Regions from separate parts of the Ovis aries genome. Here region 2 is linked to region 1. Evidence: chromatin contacts called from public Hi-C data. All regions are on one chromosome and are shown on one strand. The core of a region is the stretch at or near the end of the contact, and the rest is flanking DNA. Distances in the headings are between cores, read along the strand shown.

The links. A called contact is a pair of places that touch in the nucleus more often than the background predicts.
Region 2: a Hi-C map of hypothalamus shows a contact between it and region 1, with 2.0 times the contacts expected there. The contact joins the enhancer-like site here to the promoter of IER5 in region 1. A contact is called at or near these places in 9 of 16 Hi-C or Micro-C datasets (blood, hypothalamus, omental adipose tissue and 2 more).

What each region holds. Positions count from the first base shown.
Region 1 is chr12:61,598,385-61,601,084 of ARS-UI_Ramb_v3.0, forward strand. It overlaps IER5 (immediate early response 5), which reads left to right and starts at 1,364. Exons shown (of 1, transcript XM_027975931.2): 1 at 1,364-2,700. The coding sequence starts at 1,587. The coding sequence ends at 2,567.
Region 2 is chr12:61,644,084-61,646,783 of ARS-UI_Ramb_v3.0, forward strand. No RefSeq gene overlaps it. Among named protein-coding and RNA genes, the nearest start is that of IER5, 46 kb to the left of the region's middle. Within about 2 kb of position 1,343, at least 14 of the 54 cell types and tissues checked have an H3K27ac peak or open chromatin away from gene starts, as enhancers often do. A contact at or near this core is called in hypothalamus, where this site is marked.

The DNA of each region.
Region 1 (2,700 bases), core at 114-2,613:
CAGGTCTGTGGTGGAGCTTAGCTGGGACAAACTCAAAATGACTCTCCAGGAACCCAGTTTAGGACCCTGGACAACCCTCTGGTGTAAGGATCAGTAAATAGACTAAGTCATCGACTGACCAGAAAATTCTGGAACACTCTTCCGCTAAATTTTTACCTTGACACAAAATAAAATTATGACATCATGATGGGATTACAGGACTTCTCTATTTGTACTTTTATGACATGTTAGTTTTTTTTTTCCCCAAGGGTGGATTGGTCAGTCCTCGTGTTGAAGAAAAATCGTTGTCAAGAATGTGAACCACCTTTCACTGTAGCTGATGTTACAACTGTATTGGTTCTAGAAACTAGAGAACAAAGTGATAAATACTAGCTTAAATAGAGAACCAAAAACTTTGTGCTGCTGCTGCTGCTGCTAAGTCGCTTCAGTCGTGTGCGACCCCATAGACGGCAGCCCATGAGGCTCCCCCGTCCCTGGGATTCTCCAGGCAAGAACACTGGAGTGGGTTGACATTTCCTTCTCCAATGCATGAAAGTGAAAGTGAAGTCGCTCAGTCGTGTCCGACTCTTAGCGACCCCATGGACTGCGGCCCACCAGGCTCCTCCGTCCATGGGATTTTCCAGGAGAGAGTGCTGGAGTGGGGTGCCATTGCCTTCTTTGTAGGTAGACACAAAAACTTTGTAGGTAGACACAAAACCTTCCTGAGTAGACAAAAACTTTGGAACTTTCAGAACCCCCGTTTTCTTTCTTCGGTGTTAAAATTGACAGGTACTAGAGTGTATGTGACTTTAGGAGGCAAGGGACTTATCCAAAATTAATATCTGCCAAATATCTTGTAGCACAAGTATGTTATCTAGGCGAATCCTGTGCCGCATTTTGCCTTCGTCTCCATTTCCGTTAGGTTGCGCGGAGCTTACAGGTGTATGTCGCCTTGGAAACGGTGGTGCGGGGTGGGAATGGGAGGAGAGCTGATCCAGGAAGGATCGAGGCTTTATTGCCGAACGAAGTCCACCACCATACTCGGATGAAAGTTCGAATGGTTTAGTTCGCTCTGGTTCCGGGAAGCAGCGCACAGGCCAGGCACCTTTAAGGACAAACAACACTGTAGCTGTCCCGTTCTCCGTATTACCGGGGCTCGCAGCACTGTCTCGGGCTAACAGCCTGCAGGCGGTCGCGCGCATCTCCCCCTTTAAGAACCTTCTCCGCGGGACTAACGTTCGAATAGCCCTGGCGCCCCTCCTCGGTCTCTGATTGGTCGCTCGAGGCGCACGAGGGCGCGCCGATGGCCCCGGAACGGTTGGCGGCCTCTCGCGATTGGCTGTCGAGAGGGCTTTATAAGGCGCCGGGCGGCCAGCTTGCCTTCAGTTAGCGACCGGACGCGAAACTGGCTGTGTTGCTGTAGTGGGGAGGGCGTGGAGGCTGGTGAGCGCGTCGTCAGAGCCGTTTCTCTTCGGGAGTCTTCACAGACCGAGGGTCCACCCCCCGTGGCGAACTTGTTGGCACTTCTTGTTCCCGTCTCAGCTTCGGAACGTGGGCTGGGGCTCACCCCCTCACCTCCGCGCCAGCCCTGGGAAGGAGGAGGTAGGATGGAGTTCAAACTGGAGGCTCACCGCATCGTCAGCATCTCCCTGGGCAAGATCTACAACTCGCGGGTCCAGCGCGGCGGCATCAAGCTGCACAAGAACCTCCTGGTCTCGCTGGTGCTCCGCAGCGCCCGCCAGGTCTACCTGAGCGACCCGTGCCCCGGCCTCTACCTGGCCGGCCACCCGGGGGCCCCAGCGCCGCCGCAGCAGCCCGAGGAGTCGGCGGCCGGGCCACCCGCAGGCTGGGGGGAGCCACCTCCGCCGGCCGGCCGTGCCGCCTGGCCGGAGCCCGAGCCTCAGCCAGAGCGCCCTGCCGTCCCAGAAGTGCCAAGGGCGGGTGACTCGGAGCCCGCGGCCACGGTGACGGCCGCCGGGGACACTCTTCAGGGCGGAGAGGCGGAGGCGCCGGAAGCTGCCTGGCGCCGCGTGGAGGGACCGCGAGAGACGGCGGTCGGAGGAGCCGGGGGTCCCGCCGAAGTCTCGGGGGTCTTCCCCGAAGGGCCCGAGGCAGCGCGCGGCCCCTGCGGCTGCCCCCCGGGGGATGAGGACAATCTGAGCGCGGCCCCTCGCGTGGACGGCTGCCGCGCGCCTCGCCCCGCTGCGGCTGAGCCCCCCGCGTCGCCCCCCGTCTGCGCCAGAAAGCGCGGCGCGGGGTGGGTGGGCGGCGGCCCCGCGGACTGCCCTGCGCCCGGCTCGACCCCGCTCAAGAAACCCCGCCGGAACTCAGAGGAGCAGCCGGGCGGGGCGGCGGCGGCCGCGGAGGAGGAGCAGGAGGAGGAGATGGAGACCGGTAACGTGGCTAACCTCATTAGCATCTTCGGTTCCAGCTTCTCGGGACTCTTACGGAAAAGCCCCGGGGGCGGCCGGGAGGAAGCGGAGGGAGAGGAGAGCGGTCCGGAAGCCGCCGAGCCCGGGCAGATCTGCTGCGATAAGCCGGTGCTGAGAGACATTAACCCTTGGAGCACTGCTATCGTGGCCTTCTGAGCCCCCGCGGTCCCAGTGCGGAGAGGAAGTTGAGCAGCGGGCGTCTCGACGTGAGGGCTGGGCCTCTCCCGGCGGCGAGGACGCCCCCGAGGCAGTCGGCGCCGGGCGCGAGGGGGTGCCGCCGGGCGGCACA
Region 2 (2,700 bases), core at 93-2,592, 46 kb after region 1:
CGTCTGTGGCAGCCTTCAGCTGTGACTGGGCACAGAGTTCCTCTGAACCATCCCACTTCAGCCATTGCCCACCTGCCTCTCACTTAATCCCTCCTGATTCCTCTGTCACAGTTAGCCTCTACAAGGAGCTGTATGTGACTGACAAAGCTAAACATGCTCCCTCTCCCAGGGACACCTGCCCTTCAGCCCCAAACCAGCTGTGAATCTGCACGGGGGGCCCCTCTTCCATGGCAGGAGAATCCCAGTGGAAGTGGGCATGGATGGCACCACCTGGTGTGTCTTTTCGCCAAGCTGACCCGCTGACAGTGGTGAAGGAACAGGCCCAGCTGGGGGTGGTGTGGGGGAGTGCTCCCCCTCTGCCCGGTTGGAGGAAGTGAGTGGTCCAGCCTCAGGCCCCAAGCTGACTCAGTGGTTCCTGGAAGGAGGTGATGTCATGGTGACATAGCAGTTCCTCTCCCCAGAAAAGTCAGTAGGAGATCGAGTGGGTCCCATTGGCACCGAGGCCTGGGGCTCTCTTCAGAGTGACCACGTTCCTCCCCACTGGCTGGCCACTACATGCCACCTCGGTCGGTGAATCTCCAGATTCCCACAGCTTGGATCATCTGTCCCTACAGTGACTCCATATTCGGGGCAGTTTTGATTGATTCTAAGCCTTCTGCCTCTTTGTTTTTCCAGGTAAACACACTCACAAATGAGAGGAAATTGTTAGGTCTGAACATGCCTCCTGGGCTTTAGGAACGCAGCGTCGCCAGGCTGGATGGAAACCGGAACGTGGGATCCTGAGTAGCCTTCCCGTCTGCATCTATTTTCAACAACATTCCTAGCTCGGAAGAGTTGGAGCTGCGTCCCTTTATTTCTTTTGTCTTTTCCGTACTCCCCACCGGGGCTGAGGGAGTGGGAACCTAAAAATGCTTTGCGGGGGGTGGGGTAGGGGTGGCAGGCACCCCACCTTGTCCTTGTCAGGCGCTCCCTCCCTTTAGCTCATGGGGGTTGAGACATCTGCATCAGGGCCCCTGTGAGGACGGAAGCAGGCTCAGTCTGGCTTCTTCGAGGTCAGATCAGCGCTAAATTGCAAGGTAACGGCAGTCAGGCCTGGTGTGGGCTTGGGAAAAACCCGGCTGGATTTGTGAGGGCAGGGGATGCTTTCAGAAGACCCTTTCCCTGCCCCCTTGTTCACCGGAGACCCGATTCCCCAGGAGGCTGCATGTCAGACCCACGTGGAGTATCACGGGTCCTTTGTCAGCTGGAGTCTGAATTCCAAGGCCACCTCCGTGGTCCTTCCCAGACCTGTTCCGACGTTATTCGAGCGAGCCGGGCGAGACCTTACGCTGCCCGATGCTGCCCCCTGCAGGCTGTTGAGGGGCACAGCGCGCTCTACCGAATGGTGGCTTTTCATCACCTAAAGTTGTCAGAGCAGCTAATAGTCCATGAACAGGGAGAAAATTAGGCTTCTCCAAGTGAATTGGGTGTTGAAAGATACTGAGATAAATGGTGGCGGTGGTAAGGATGACGGATGCAGTCGTGTCTGTTGCAGCCATCTCCTTGAAACCCCAGCTCACAACCACCCCAGGGGAACAGCAAGTGTTTCAAGGCCCTGTCTAATGAATGTCAGAATCAGTCCTAGAGAGGTAAAACGCTGTGCCCAAGGTTATATATCCAGTAACTGCTGGAGCCAGGACCTGAACTCAGTGACCCCAGAGCTTTGTGGCATTGGTTGTCCATCACCCCGGCCCAAGAGAGCAGAATCCTGTCCAAGAGGAAGATCCCTTCTTCTATGGTGTGAACAGGGTTCTGTGGAATGAAGGTGAACTTTCCACAGCAGTCTCTTCACTACGAGAGCTTTAGTTGTAGCCTCCGCAATGTAATTTTAGGGATGCTGGCAAGACCTTCTTACCTGGAAATAGGTCCCCCACTTGCCCTTCCCATTGCTGGGAATCTCGCTATAGGAAAGCCATTCTCTTGATTAACATTGGCTAGGTGGTACTCTCTTGCTAACTGGAAATATGGTTCCTAAGGGAAAGTCACATGTTAACCCTTACATTGTAAATCTACATCTGTGGGGACTAGATTGCTTCATCCCTATGATGGAGAATTCAGGATGAGGGGAAAGTGGCAGATTGAGGGGTCTGATTGTATCCCTGGATGCCCAGAGATTCCCTACACTGAGGATATCCCAAATTAAATTCGTCTTCTCCCCAACCCTATTCTTTCTTGGACATCAATCTTCAGGTTCTCCTTCAATCCTCCACCTAATTGGTCCTGAAGTCCCACATGCCTTGTCTCTAAAGTGGTGCTTGAATCTTTCCCATGCACACCTCCAGGCTCTGGTCCTCTCAGGCCCCCATTAACTTGTCCCTGGCTTTTTCTTTTTTTTTCGGCCACATGGTATATGGGATCCTAGTTCCCCAACCAGGGCTCAAACCCTACCCCCTGCAGTGGAAACTCAGAGTCTTAAGCACTGGACTGCCTGTCCCTGACTTCTAACTCTGCCTACACTGTTCAACAAGACCCCAGGGCAGCAGTGGAAGAAGACTTCCTGTTGGTAGAATGTATACAGAGACATTACTTTGCTAACTAAGGTCCATCTAGTCAAGGCTATGGTTTTCCCAAAGGTCATGTATGGATGTGAGAGTTGGACTGTGAAGAAGGCTGAGAGCTGAAGAATTGATGCTTTTGAACTGTGATTTTGGAGAAGACTCT